2 separate regions of the Mus musculus genome follow, and region 1 is linked to region 2. A link is a contact called in public Hi-C data. All regions are on one chromosome and are shown on one strand. The core of a region is the stretch at or near the end of the contact, and the rest is flanking DNA. Distances in the headings are between cores, read along the strand shown.

Region 1 (7,662 bases), core at 2,549-5,048, 300 kb before region 2:
GGTATCATATTCCATTACAGATGGTTGTGAGCCACCATGTGGTTGCTGGGAATTGAACTCAGGACCTCTGGAAGAGCAGCCAGTGCTCTTAACTGATGAGCCATCTCTTCGGCTCCACAATTTTGAATTTTTGTTGGTGTATGTGTGTGTTTCTTTCTTTTTAAATTATTATTTTTCTTTGCCATTTTGTTTGCTTTGTTGTTGTTTGTTTGTTTGAGACAGGGTTTCTCCCTGTATCCCTGGCTGTCCTAGAACTCATTCTGTGGAACAGACTGGCCTCGAACTCCTAGAGATTCTGGAACTCAGATCCACCCGCTTCTGCCTCCCAAGTGCTAGGGTTGAAGGTGTGCATCACCACCGATGGGCTTGTTTGCTTTCCAAAATGAGAGAAAGAAAGGGCATGGCGGTGGATGGATGGAGAGTTTGGAAGGATCTGGGAGGGGAAAGCCATAATTGGAATATATTGTATGAAAATATTTTTTGAATAAAACTGTATGGAAAAAAATTGCAGTTCAGTGGTGAAGTTCCAATCCCTTCTCATCACCCGATTGTGCAGAGTTCTGAGTCACAAATATGATGTGAGCCCGGAGGATGGATGAGGGCCAGGCAAGGCTTTTCCAGGAGAGAGGGAGGGAAGACTGTCGCTACAACAGGGACCAACATGTTCAAAAGAAGGGTAGTGTGGATTGTGGTGTCTCCTATTGATTATCCTAAGGATTGTCGCCATAGCCCCTACCATCAGGGGACTCACCAGGGGACCTGTGCTTTGGGGCTTCCTGTCATGTCCCATCTCAGTCTGAGGTGCTGCCTACCTGGTCCCGATCGCTGGCCTTTTATGTTGCACAGCCATGGTCTCCAGGACACTGAATTCCCAAAGCTTGATGCTGGCTCTGACTGGTGCTTCTACGTGATCAGTGCATGCCATTGCTGGTCCAGGAGGATCACAGGAAGGCAGCCTTTGAACTAAAGCTGCTGCTTACAGCTCACTCAACTGCAGGGGAGACGTCTCTCCATGGCCCCTCATCTGTGTCCCTCTTTGAAGAGCCATCATTACACTATCCTTGGGAATGAAGCACTTGACATGATGTCTCTAGAGGAGAAGGAGGTGACTGGGCACTCTCTTGATTATCTATCAAAATAAGCCTTTGTTTCTCATTGAAGCATTAACCAGATCTGGCCCTGCCTAGCTTCAGAGATCAAGCTGGATCAGGTGTGTTTAAGGAGGTAGGATTGTAGACCTAAAATCAATTTTTGTTTGAAGACTTACCTTGCCCACCAGTGCCTTCTCCAGAGACCATGAACTTCCTTGGGAAGGATCATGAAAAGCATTTTGTCTGAACACAGCTCAGGTGGGGGTGGATGTTCAGATCTGAGGTTGGTGTGGACAGTAATGACCTAGGCAGGACCCACCTTGGCACACAGAGGCCCAAGAAGTGGCGCTGAGGGAGTGGTGGGCCTGAGCACTCACAGTGGGTGAAGAAGCACATGAGACAAGGCCCCAAAGCCTCCATATGGACCAGATCTTGCCATGGAGGATGGTAGAGGTCACAGGACACCCCTAGGCATCCTCCGCAGGAATTTGATTGCCTTAAGAATAATTTTTCTGACTTGAGGTCTGAGGATGAGGTGGAAGAAAAGAGACTTCCTCGAGACATCTTAGTCTTGTTCAGTTCTGTCTGCAAATCACAGTGGACCAGCCTCTGTCTGGGCTGCTGGTTCCCTGTGGTCTGTCCACCTGCTGAGCCTGTGCATCCCCTCGCCCGCCCGCAGGAAAGTAAAAGGCGTGCGGTGTAGCATGCCCGGGGCTTAGGGAGCAGGCTCTTAACACAGCAGGGCCCTTCAGATGTTGCCTAACTGACAAGCCCAGGCTGGTGCCTGCCATCATCTGTTCACAAAGACACAGCTTCACAGAGCCTCTGGACTGGAAGAAACATCGGAGGTCAGTCTATTCCAGCTCTTGGTTGGGAACTTGCAGCCCGTTCCAATAATTTAAGAGTTTGTCCTTCTACTGCACCTAAGACCTAGAGACAGTTTGTTCCGATTGCTCCATAGTGTGTCATTAGAAACTTCCCTTACCCGTGGATTGCATTCCTCTGTGAACCCCCACCCCAAGGATGAAGTGTAACACATCTCGGGTTTTTGTGTCTGGCAATGAGGGATGCGATAAGCTCAGATTTGGGAACACAAATCTTTTTGCCCTTCACACTACAGCTATGAGAATGGTCTCCATGGTTACAGCAGCTTCTCAGAGGTGTCTAGATTTTCATTTTTTTCTTTTTTCCTCCAGTCCTCTAAATGTCTAATTTACGAGTAATCAGTTTAGGCAACCTGGAAAGTTTCGAGTGTGTGCGTGAATATCAAGAAACGTATAGCATATATTCAGCACCCCAAAAGTAGGTTGACAGGAAAAATTTTGGCACGTTTTTCTTCTCCCACTCTAAAAAGAAATTTGGGCTGACTTTAAAATGTTCAAGTTAAACAAGATTCAATGAAGGAAGCGTGGTCTTCGGATTCTTCAAAGGCACGTGAGCCTCGGAGGGCCGGGGCTGACCTAATTATGTTTTCTTTAATGTGGAATCGCTATTTGCCCAACACCCCATTTGCATCTCCCCATCACGTTCAAATGGCGGGGACATTGATCTTTTCTTTTTTTTAAAAGCATCCTTTGAACATGAAAGTGTTGCCCTCCCCCCTTGGTTGTTTTTTTTTTTTTTTCTCCTTGTAAGAGCAGCGATAAGGATGGATCGATAATTACATTGTTGGATAAAAATGAATATAAATTTTATTGAAAAAGAACCCCAGCAACAATGTGAGGACAGCATCTTTAACAGCCAGTGGCCCACACTACTCAGCACACACGGGGAGAAATAGTCACCTCTGCGGCTTTACTTACTCCAGATGAAAGGAAATGGCAGACCTCAGATAAACGGCCTTTGAAATCCCACAACAGTGAGCTATATGGTCACACCATTAACCTGGTGTTTACTGCCGGCCAACCAGTACTGTTTAAGAGTTACGAGTTAGCGGAGGGAGAACCCAACCGCTTCAGTAAGCACGGCAAAGAAAATGCCGGACCACTGCGGGAACTTTTCTCCTTTTCAAGTCCTTTGAGAATTTCGCCGAGAGTTTATTGGCAACGTGTCCCTCCTGCTTCACAACAGGAAATGGTTCTTTATATCTAGCTCAAATCCTTCATGCTTCAGTTAATCTATTTACGTCTCTTTAATCTCTGTGGGCCGGGAGGAGTCCGTCCTCGTGGGACAATGTAACATATGGAGAACTCAAAATATTCACAATCAGACAGAGAACAGTCCAGCTGAGCTGGTGGCACTTTTGAAGCAAGCTGAAAGAGCTTAATTGCACCCTTTTGCCTCACCACGCCCCATCCTTCTGCACCCTGGCGCCCATCCTGGGGCCTGCCTGGCAAAACGCTGAGTTTGATCAGTTTCAGCCTGTCATTGCCATAGTAATGAGTGTGATCACAGCGACCCCAGACAGGCATTCCTGTGCCCAGGGTTTCTGTCTCAGGAAAAGCTTTCTGGGCAAGATGCTCAATTCTTAATCCCATCCTATCTTCTCACCACGCCAGGCCAGGGAAGTCTCCCCAGGCTCTTCTGACAGTCTGCAAGACAACGCTGACATTGGCATATCAACCACGAGGATAACTATCCACGATGTGGATGCCGTAGACAGCATAACTTGTCCGCAAGGGACGAGAAAGCACCTAGTGATTTTTAACAAACATCATAAAAAGAGCCAGCTTGGGGGTTTGCAGCGGTGGCAACTTCGCACGTGATCCACCAGGGGGCGCTCGTGCCATTTGATCGGCCAATGAGACTCGTGGACCAGCAGACAAAGAGGGGGATTTGAATAAAAAGCCTTCAAAACGCAGCCTCCAAATTTTCAGGCTGAGCAGCATGCGTGTAAAAATTCATGAAGATTGGATTCGGTTTCGTGTATCTTTGCTTCAGTAAAAAGAAACGCAGGCGTTTTTCCGAGTGCACCTACAGTTGCCTTGACAAAGGGACTACCTGGTTATATGAGGAGGGCGGAGCGTGTGGTTGACCCGGGCCGCTGGGAGAGGCTCGGTCTGGGTCTCTGGTGCTGAGGACAGCTCCTGTTTTGTGGGGTAGCATCCTCCACAAGCTCCAGAATAGATTAATTATGCTGTTTTGAAAAAAACATGGGGATCATTTTCTGCAGGGCTAGCAGTGGCTGTCGCGGCTGTGTCTAGCGAGTGGCAGGGACCGCCGAAGCACTTACTATTTCGTTAAAACATAGCACAGTTCTTACTGCTCATAAAATAAAAGGGGTGAGGAAAGGCTGTTTCCAGGCAGTGCAAACTCCACCGTCTTCTTGTAGTGGAGACAACGCCACCTCCCACCCCACCCCACCCCACTTTGGTGCGTTTTCCAGGCGTGAGTGACAAGATGCTGATGGGCTGAGACTGCCAGAGGACCCTGGACATGAGCCAAGGCAGCTCAGCCCCTAGCAGCCATGCTAATCACAAGTGAGGCTACCCAGTCTGGTGGAGGGGGGCTATGTGGTATCAGGTGGGTAGCAGTGGGGACCTGTGGGAAAGGGGCAGAAGGGAATGAAGAGCTGAAGTTCTGGGCTCCTAGGTCTTCAGATAGGTTCCACTTGGCAGACTGCCCACCCAGAGATGCGGGTGCCTATGGCTGAGTCCTTTGTGTTCACCTCTATAGTCCCAGGATCTAGCATGAGGGGTCAGCCACTTATCGAAGGAGTCTGATGGGCTCTTACTGAGGAAAGACTTGACTGTAGAGGCTGTGAGTATCCCAGGCTGGCTCTGGCGGCAGCTGAGCCTGAGGACATTCCTTAGAGAGCAGTGAGGGATTGGGGGGGGGGGTGGTCCTGAGACAGGCACAGTGAGCAGAGTCCTAGAACCCTGAAATTTGGTAGGGACCCTCCTGGAGCACATCTGTGCACTGGGATGCTACTGCAGGAACCTCTTGTCGGGGGGCTCTCCTCAGGCCTTCCCTGTTTGCAGCAGCCTGCTTTTCCCCCCTCAGCTGTTGCCATGGAAACACCAGCCTCAGGTGCTGCTGAGGGCCAGCTAGGCAGCTCAGGCTTTTTAGGACAGGCCGGAGCAAGTAAGAGGCCCTCAACTGTTCCCAATGGAAGGAAGGTTGAACTCAGGGCAGGGGTTGTCATCTCAGAGAAAGACAGGAGGGAAAATGGCTATGATAGGGCTTTCCTCAGAGACAGAGACCAACACTTTCTCTAGGGGGCAGGTGGTGGTCCCCTCAGCTTGGTTTGGCTTGTAAGGAAGGAGCAACATCTTGTTATCAGACACTATCCCTGGTATCTGATAACTGCTGGGGCTAATCTGCTTGCCCAGGGCCCAGGTCATCAGCCAGGCTACCAGTGGGCTATGTAGGCATTTGAGGCTCCTGAGGATGGCTGGTGGGGGGTGGGGTGGGGCAATCTCCAGGCCCTCAGCTAAACTCTGGTAGGCACATAGAATCGGGGTCTTCACCCTTCCATGTGGGTTGCTGGACCTGCAAACCCACTCCATCCCTGGTCCCCAGCCAGGACATCCGAATGTGCACACGGCTGCTTTCCTGCCCTTAGCACATCTCAGAGATGCTAGGCATCAGGAGACAGCAGCCTCCAGTTGGCTGAGGGTCAGCTGGTTTGCTTTCTACACCCACCCCCTTTGCAAGCTCTTGAAGAGCATGAAGTAGCTAATAGGAGCACTAGGAATGTGGAAGATGGGCAGGCCCGACATTCCCTGGGGTCCAGAAGTAGTGGGGAGAAACACCATGTTACTTGCAGGGGGAGCACACCTTTCTCATAGATTCAGCCTCAAGCACCAGGCAGGCATCGTGGGGAAAGCTTTCAGCACCCGCAACACCTCCGCTTTCCCATTCAGCTCTACAGCAACAAAGTCCTAACACAAGAGCAGGCACAGGCAGGGGTGTACGTTTCACAATACCTTGGATTTACATAGCACCTTTTTCTTCTAGAGGGCCCTGGCCTCTGTCTCTTCTTCCACAGCCACATTGAGTGAGCCTTTGGCGGCACAAATTCCTCAGTGCCTGTGACACAGCAGGGAGATTGAGGCAGAGGGGACTGAAGCAGAGGCCTAGAAGTGGTTTCATGCAGATTAGTGGTGTCCTGGGCTCTCTGCTCTTAGCTTGGGCCCTCCCTGGGCAGGGCTGGCCTTAACCCTGGGGGACCGTGAAGAAATGCAGCCCCTCACTGGTCATTCACTTTGTATTTCAGGATGTAGCTGTAGAAGTTGTGGTTAGCATTCTCTAGCACCATGACGTAGACTTCCTGGCAGCCAGCTGTGTTGCAGCTGCCCTCCCAGTAGCCCTCGGGGTTAAGAGTGAGGGGCCACGTGTCCTGTCCTTTCACCAGAGCTTTGGCGATACCATGCAGCTTTAGTTTGAAGGCTATGTTGCGGTTGGCGGGAAGCACACCGGAGAGAGGCTCTAGCAGTTCATTGTCCTGTCCCCAGTTGCCAAAGCTCTCAGGGAACATGGGCCAGTTCACCTTGGTGTTGGCGCAGCACAAGAGGTAGTTGAAGACAAAGATGAAGTTCCCTTGTTCCTGCCTCTTCTTCACAAAGATCTTAAGGGCAAACTTGCCGGCATGGGGCAGCTGGACTTTGAGCTCGGTCCTCTTCCCTCGGTTCAACTGGAAGATGTAGCGCCGCTGTGTCTCCTCAGTGATGGGGCCGTCATCGCCATGAAGGGATGCCAGGACACTGACGCCCTCTTCCACGCTAAAGCTGATGGCGCAGCGGCCATCGCTGGTGTGAATGATAGGGTCAGAGTGAGAGGGCTTCGTGATGCCCATCTGCTCCGAGAACCAGCTGGGGCCCACGGGCTGGTGGAGCTCACTGGGCAGCTGGACAGAGAAGTCTACATAGTTGCACTTGAGTGTGTATTCTAGCACCGAGCTGTAGATTTCAGAGTTGCCCTTGGCGAAGATCTGCAGCTTGTGGGTGCCCATGGTTGGAGGGTACACCTCCAGCTTCATCCCGTTCTTCCTGAGGCTCAGGAGCCCGTGCTCCTGCTTGCCATTGAGCATGAACATGAACAGTGTTGGGGCCCGGCTCTCGATGGTGATTGTGGCTTTCCCATTGACTGCGGAGAGGAAGTTGTGGTTAGGTGAGCCGGATCCAGTGTGTGCTGGGGGATGCTTAAGCACTGGGGGGGAGGTGTGACTTACAGTGTGTGTCTATGTCCGTGGTTGTGAAGATTTCTACCAAGCTTGATTTTTAACAGTGTGACAGCCCTGAACGCGGTATTCTTCTGACTCATTTGGGTGAATATTTTTGAGACAGCTGATAACTGTGATAACTGGGGAGGGTGGGGTGGGGTGGAGGATGGGCAAGAAAACCCTACCCTAGCCATATGTGTTCCCTTCCTCTACTCTCCCACTTGCTTTACATTAGATGAAGCCTGCCTAGATATTTTATTTGATTCCAGAGCAGGGAGGGGCCTAAAAGTATTGGAAGAGTGCTGTCTCATTCAATTCTTACGTCTTAAAAAGAGATTTATTTTTATGTGTGTGCACATATGTCTTTGTGTGAATGCTGTGTGTGCGTGTGTGTGTGTGTGTGTGTATGTGTGTGTGTGTGTGTGTGTGTGTATGTGTGTGTGTGTATGTGTGTGTGTGTGTAATGGT
Region 2 (7,341 bases), core at 4,296-6,795:
TCCTCTTCCCTATTTCCAACCACCCAGACCACACTCTCTGATGTAGAACTTTTTGAAGAAATGGCCCCTCCACGTGGGAGGCAGCAGAGGATGTTCCAGAGTCTTGTCTGTGCTTGCTGAGTTTCTGAGGTGGTGGAAGACCGATCGACCTGGGTCTCTGCTTGTTGTAGACCAAGGAGGACAAAGGCTAAGTGGGTTACAGAAGCTGCTGGGATCTAAGCTAGGAGAATGAACGTTGGCTGTAGGCAAGACCGCGGTTGGCATCAGGATCTGGTTGTGGTATATTCTGTGGGTTTATTTTCTCAAACCTCTATTTTCCTTTCTGTAGAAACACTCACAGGGTGCTATGGGAATCATATGAAATAGTAAAGACAATGCCTACAGACATACTGGCATCTTTCTGGAGTGTTCAGGGAGTTCAGAACCTGGGTTTGGCTTGGCTGCTATACATGACGGCCGGCAGGGATGTCAATCTGCTCGAGAAGCTGAGGGAGGCAGCTGTGAAGGCGTCTCCATGCCTCCCACAGGGTCTAGCCCAGTTCAGGTACTTACTAGCTTCTCAAGTCTTATACGAGTTGAATAGAGATGGTGCTTTGGAGCCAGGAAGAGGCGGGATGAAAGTAGTGGTTAAGGGAGAAGTCCCTGGTGGTGGCCTGACTGTAGGGTGGATGTCCTGCCCATGGTGAATTAGAGTGGGAGGCTTGAACTGGCTTGGCTTGGCTCGTTCTCCCCACAGGCTCTTACCTGCTAGATGGGCAGCCACCAGTGGCTTGTATGGTGATCATCTTGTATTAGTTGTGGCACCTAAGCTAAAGCCACTCAGGAGGAGGAAAGGGAAAGGGCAAAGGGCATAGGTGGAAGACAAGGTAATACTCTAGGTAAAGGGAGCCATGCTACAAGGTGAGACTTGGATGTGAGAGGGGATAGGTAGGAGCTGAGGGCAACTTGGAGAAGCTGACTGCTACAGTGTGCAAAGGCTACTGGCGAAGCAGAGACAGAGGTGAGGCAGCGCTGTGGGAACGTGGGCAGGGCGCAGATTCTACCGACAAAGTGACACCACCTCTGTTACTTCCTCTTAAAGGGACCAGGGAGATGGAAAGAGTGGGGGGGTGACACATATAGCAGTAGAGTCTGTCCAATATGAGTGGAGCAGTAGATGTTGCTGGTGACGCTGATACCGGTGAGGAGCGGAAAGGAACGGAAGGGAGCTCTGCACTCCTCCACCCACCCCCTAGACCCATGGGAAGCTTTCAGAAGCCTTTGTGTGCAAGACAAATTTGATCCGATCTTCCTCTTAGGAAGCCTGACATATCTGTAAGATGGAGAATAACTCTGGAAGGTACAAGAATGGGGGAGGCTGAGGGATGTATGTATCAGGAGAGAGCACGGAGCCATGAACACACAGACAAAAGGACGGACTAGGAGAGTCAGAGAGGCCAATAGATGGGAGCCTGTAGTCTATAGGGTTTTTTGGGGGGACAGGGTTTGGCAGGGACAAGTCTCTACCTCCAGGACCCCAAACCAAGCATGAGAGCTTCAATACCTGCATACTACTCATGTATTTAGAGAAGATTTGCATATGTTAAGTATTATAATATATCCTGTGCATTTCCATATGTGCAGTAAAACAAAATTAAAAATCAGATAAAGATGAAATAAACAATATTTTTAAATATCTTGCTGTGATTAAAATGGCTTCCTAATTTCATTAGCCGGCATGGTGAAGCAAAATACACGCACAGGGAGAGGCTCCTCATTAACGACAGTGTATGTATACCCATATTTCAAATAATCTTCTTGATTATTTGATATATTTTTTTTGCCAATTTCCTGTCATATATGATTAGGTTCTCCTGGCTTCAGCTCTTCGTGTAGCTGATGAAGAGCTGTTACCCAAGGCAGGGCAAGTGTCAGCGGCCTTGGGCTTATGAGTTTTGCTTAATGCTTGTGGTATTTCAGTTATTCAACTCGTGTGTCTGTTCTGGGAGTGTCTTGAAAGTTGCTTATTCCATTAAAAATATGCATGCGCGTGGGGGGGGTAGGAGTTGCTGAAGACTGAATCCCCTTTATCTCATGCTCTGAGAGCTCACATGTGCTCTTTACTAGGTATTTGTAGCCTTCAACCTTCAATGTGCCACTCTGATAATGAACTGTTAGGTCATCCTGTCACCAAAAACAGGATCGCTCTCACAGGAGTCTCCGCACACCTTGTTCACAGCCTGAACTGAGGGCACGGGGCCTATGTATGCATTCAGTATGTTCAGGACTACTAAAGCTCAAGTTTTTCTTTTATAATTTTGAGTTGGTGAGATGGCTCTGTGGTGAAGAGTGATTGTGATTGCTGCTTTTGCAGAGACCTGGCATTCAGTTCCCATCATCTAGATAGTGTGGCTCATGAACGTCTGTAACTCCAGGAGACAGGACACTCTTTTCTGGCCTCTACGGGCACCTGTATGCACACACACACACACACACACACACACACACACACACACACACACACATAAATAAAGATTTAAAAAAATATAATTTTTTAAAAAAAGTATTGATAGGTGTGTAAGCATTCCACAGAGAGCTTTGGCCACAGCCAAGCCCGAGCTGATGAAATGCATGGTGGTGATGGGGGTGGGATGCTAAGATGGGCTGTGAGAAGCTGCCTCTAGACACTTAGGTAATTCACTGTGTGTGTGTGTGTGTGTGTGTGTGTGTGTGTGTAAGGGCAAGGGATAGGGAAGAGCTGACACTTTCCATTAACCCTAGAGGACTCCCTGGCTTCAGAAAGAAGCCCCAGCTTGTCCCAGTACTTGGGCTGTGGTGGTGTGCACGGCACACATGGGCACATTCAGCTGCTTCTTAAGTTATTAGAGATGAATTAGCATGAGGTGATAAAGGGATGGTTCAGCAGTAAAGCTTTTGTACCTGAGTTTGATCCACAATACCTGTGTAAGAACTAGATGTGACTGCTATGTTTGTAATCTCTGTCCTGGGGCGTCAGAAGCCCTGGGGCTTGTTGGTCAGCTAAGTCTAGCAGAACTGACAAGCCCAGATTCAGTGAGAGACCCTGTCTTAAATGTGCATGTGTGTATAAAATGGAATTATGCAAGGTGGGTTGGTAATGCCTCCTCCCCTACCCCCAAGGAGCCATAGACTTTCTAACACATACCATAGTGGCAGTCATGGGAAACCTTATTTTGGATTTTTGGTTGGGTGGGGTGTCAACAGAACACAAAAATAATATAGGTTTATGCCATTGTGTTGGTTGTGCCCCAGACTCAAAGGTAAGACCCTTTAGCTGAAGACACTGCACACATTAGACGCATGACTTGGGGGAATGAACTAAAATGGACCTGGAAGCCACTTCCTGAAGACTAGCTTTCATAACATCTGAAGGTGCTATGCAAGCTACTAAGAGAGAGAAGCAGTCAATAGTGCTACCCAGCTGTTAAGTCTATGAACCACAAGGATGACTGGCTTAGCAAGATATCCCCAAGGGTGTAATAGTGCCACTTATATCTTGGGTGTCATTAACAGCTGTCTAATAGGACCTCAGGCCCAGGCACTGTGAGGGAACTCATGCCAGGTACTGTAGACCTAGCTAGCTACCCACAGCTTAAGAAGTCATAGAGTTTTAGACAGAGACTACGACTACCATTTTTCTAAATCAACATCCATTCAAATCATATTCCTAACACCTATTCTTACAGCCACAGGTGTGAAGCTCTCATTCTTCATTAAAGAAACTTCTTGCTGGGCGGTGGTGGCTCACGCCTTTAATCCCAGCACTCGGGAGGCAGAGGCAGGCAGATTTCTGAGTTCAAGGCCAGCCTGGTCTACAGAGTGAGTTCCAGGACAGCCAAGGGCTACACAGAGAAACCCTGTCTTGAAAACCAAAAAGAAAAGAAAAGAAAAGAAAAGAAAGGAAAGGAAAGGAAAGGAAAGGAAAGGAAAGGAAAGGAAAGGAAAGGAAAGGAAAGGAAAAGAAAGAAAAAGAAAAAGAAAAGAAAAGAAAAGAAAAGAAAAGAAAAGAAACGAAACTTCTTTTTTTGTAGCATATGGAAGTTGCTGTGGAGATCCACAGTTGCCAAAATGCAGACAAAAAGTGACAGTGGGTGTCTTGCCCTAATCAACACATTACAACACAACTCCTGAACCCATGGTCCTGGAAACACGGTGGGACAGTGGAAAGATTATAAGACGTGGCAGGGGTGATGCTTCTGTTAAGTCTTAACATTATGGTTGCCTACACCACAGCTACTCACTGACCACACAGGTTAGCATGCCAGCGTAGATGGAGGAGATCCCACAAGGCTCCACCCCTCGATGAAGAACCGCAGGCAGCCAATGGCTGGGGATGAGAGAAGGATTACTTTTCTCCAGGGGTAATCATTCTGACTGGTATCCAATCGTAGGTGGTCAGCCCTAAAGACATGCTCATGCCAGCAAGACTAAAGAGATGCCGGAGGTTGTAGATATATGTAACTCTAATGATTACGGAAGGAGAAGTCATGAATCCGAGGAGTTTGGGAGAAGGTTACGTTGAAGTAGGAGAGGAAGAGGTGGAGACGATGAAAATGAGAGCGTATTTACATATGAAATTCTCAAAAAAAGGAGAAAGAAATACAAAGCATGTGAGAAAAGCACCAGACATCGATTATGCCTTCCACATGCACACATGTGTAGGTGCACTGCCACATACATGTCCATGTGCACACAGCTGCGCATGGGCATCCACACACACACACAAATGAATCAGCATGGGAGCCTTCCCATTTTTTGCAACAAACAACTTTTCAGAAGGCCCTGGGGTCAGAGTCCCCTCGCATCCAGCTGCATCTGTGTTCTGCAGCACTAGCTGCCCTGCAGAGATGGGCATCAGCTAGTAAACGAAGCAGGTAGGGTTGGAAGGAAAGAGGCTCCTGAAATTCTTACAAGTTGCTCAGTGCTTTAATCCTATTGTTCTCTGGCTGCTAAGCCCAGAACCTGATGAATTCCAAGGAAACTGATGAGTGCCCTTCAGCCTGTTTGTGGGCTGGGCAGTTTCATGGAGATCCCAGTATAGAAACTGTGCCTGGGAAGGGAAAGCCCTATGAGGGCTGTGGACCTCATTGGTTGTTGCTTTAATGGTTTTGACTGAGCACTCGGAGGCAATGCAATAAGCTATTCCTGAACACCGTTTACAGAAGGTAATAGCCCTGGCCCTTTGCACCATGCAGCCTGGCAAGGATGCTGGCTTTGGGTGGGCAAGAGGGGAGTGCTCTGGACACCCTGGGATCCGTGTTCCATGCAGTACTCTGCTCTCTCCGAGGGATCATTTTCTTTTGGGAACTGGATTCTGCCCTCTGATTATCGCTACTCATGGTCTGTTTGGTTTTTCTCCATTTAACTCCCACACTCATTTTGCGCATGAATGAGCACAATGAAACCAGTTTAATTTGCTGTTAATTCCCTGTTTAAAATATTCTCTTCTGTTTAAGGGACATAGCCCCTTTCATCTCACGGAGGCAGCTCCTGAAAGAAAGCAGCTGCTAGCACTGTGCCAGTATTGGGGGCTGCCGTGGGTGGGGGGGTCAGCCTGGGCCAGAGCTGCTGTGGCCCACAGGATGGGAGGGGCCGTCATAGCAGGTGAACTCAGGGGCTGAAGGAGGAAAGCCTGCAGTTATTGGGCCTTTGTAACTGCTGAGCTGGGGATGGATGGCTCTGAGTGGGAGAAAGTTCACAAGTGAGGTAGATATTCTATGAGGTTGTTGGTAGAGAGACATTGCACACAAACCAAGAGTAGTGTCTTTTGATTCAAAGTATATGTGACGGAGGAGGTTAATTCTGCCGCTGACTCCAGAGTTAAGGGAAGAACGTTTGACTGTGATTTAGGCAAAACAAACTTTTAAGGTTGCTTCAAAGCATCTAACTACAGTGTTGATGCAATTTGTTCAAGCTCCTTTAGCAAAAGAGGTCTGGGTTTGGCAAATATGTTCTTGTTGGGCCAGTCTTGCCTAGCTCTTTCTCTTAACCAGGGGCCTTTGGGGAATATAGTTCTTGCACCACAAGGCAGAGTGCTGGGTCCCAGGCGGGGCTGCATCTTGAGAGACAAACGATCTCTTTGGAAGGAGAATCTGAAAAATTGAAGCAGGGAGCTTATCTGCCCTCCCACCCCAGCATTGTTTACCACAGCCTCTCAGGCTTACAAGGAGATAGCAGCCAGATGGGTGGTACTTAGCTCTTACAAGGGCCTGCCCCCCATCAGTGACTGAGTCAGTATCTCCCTCTGTTAGTATAGAGCTTTTTTTCTGATCTCCTAAGTTGCAGGTGGAGGAAGGTTGGCAGTCATCAGGGGTACCAGTCTTTGCTAACTTTCCTGCTTGAGTCGGAAGGAGTACTGGATAAAGGAGCCTCAGGAGATTCCACAAAGCTGACATTTCATGCCCGTGAGGGCACAGGCCCCCAGCTTCCTTTCTGATCATGGATTCTGCCCATTGCAGCCACTGCTTGCCTCTCACCTCCACACTCAGCCTCCCCCCTACCCCCACCTCCAAGTATATTAGAAGATGACAAGATTCATCCATCAGTCAGGCACATCTGTGGAGAACGCCTGCTGGATAAAGTCGTGTGCATAGGGACGGAGGTCTGGAAGGCTAACGACACAGGAGGATCAAAGGCTGCAGGTGCTCCAGTGGCTTTGTGGGCGATAGAGTGGCCGGAAGACCTGCCATGCTTTTCTTTCATAGCCATTTTCTAAGCAATGTGAGGACAAATCAGAATGGTCCGAGGCTGGCTTCTGGGTCCTACTAGCCCACAGCATCCTGGTCATGCTGTGACCACACTCAACACTGTCTGCAGCCTGACCCTTTTTTTTTTTTTTTTTTTTTTTTTTGGCAGCCAGGACATTTGCCTGGTGGGAGCTCCTGAAGGTTGTTCTTGTACCCAAAAAGCCACATCTCTGCTTCCCCATCCCATCCCCCCACCTCGGAAGGGGGATCTGTGCTTTAAAACACTGGTTTGCCTGTGTTAATTAGCTCTTAACTAATTGGGCCACACAAATGATGTTCCATTATACACATTCTTTTTCTGTTTCTACAGATTACTGTTTGGGAGACACGTCTTCAGGCCTCCCATTCCTCCCCCTACCCCCGGCCCCTGCCACTCCCAAGTCCTTCCTATAATTTAAGGCATTGCCTTAACCTTCTTGCAAGACGCCTTCCTTCTGTGGTGAGTCCAGGCTTTCCCATTCTGCTCTTCTCTGCAGGGTCCTGGTGGGCTCTGCTAGTTATCCCCAAAGAGTCCTGTGAAGTCTGAGGCAGTGAAAGACTTTCTCAGGGCACATAGAAACCCTGGGGTTATGACTTT

The links. A called contact is a pair of places that touch in the nucleus more often than the background predicts.
Region 1: a contact with region 2 is called in a Hi-C map of cerebral cortex, with 4 times the contacts expected there. The contact joins two enhancer-like sites. A contact is called at or near these places in 5 of 484 Hi-C or Micro-C datasets (cerebral cortex, embryonic stem cells, frontal cortex and 1 more) and 1 of 9 other capture datasets (embryonic stem cells).

What each region holds. Positions count from the first base shown.
Region 1 is chr9:102,541,342-102,549,003 of GRCm38.p6, reverse strand. It overlaps Ky (kyphoscoliosis peptidase), which reads right to left. Exons shown (of 11, transcript NM_024291.3): 11 at 2,765-7,118. The coding sequence ends at 6,223. Among named protein-coding and RNA genes, the nearest start is that of Gm29387, 14 kb to the left of the region's middle. Within about 2 kb of position 3,798, at least 90 of the 459 cell types and tissues checked have an H3K27ac peak or open chromatin away from gene starts, as enhancers often do. A contact at or near this core is called in cerebral cortex, where this site is marked.
Region 2 is chr9:102,247,550-102,254,890 of GRCm38.p6, reverse strand. All of the region lies in intron 1 of Ephb1 (Eph receptor B1), which reads left to right. Among named protein-coding and RNA genes, the nearest start is that of Gm31233, 41 kb to the right of the region's middle. Within about 2 kb of position 5,545, at least 11 of the 459 cell types and tissues checked have an H3K27ac peak or open chromatin away from gene starts, as enhancers often do. A contact at or near this core is called in cerebral cortex, where this site is marked.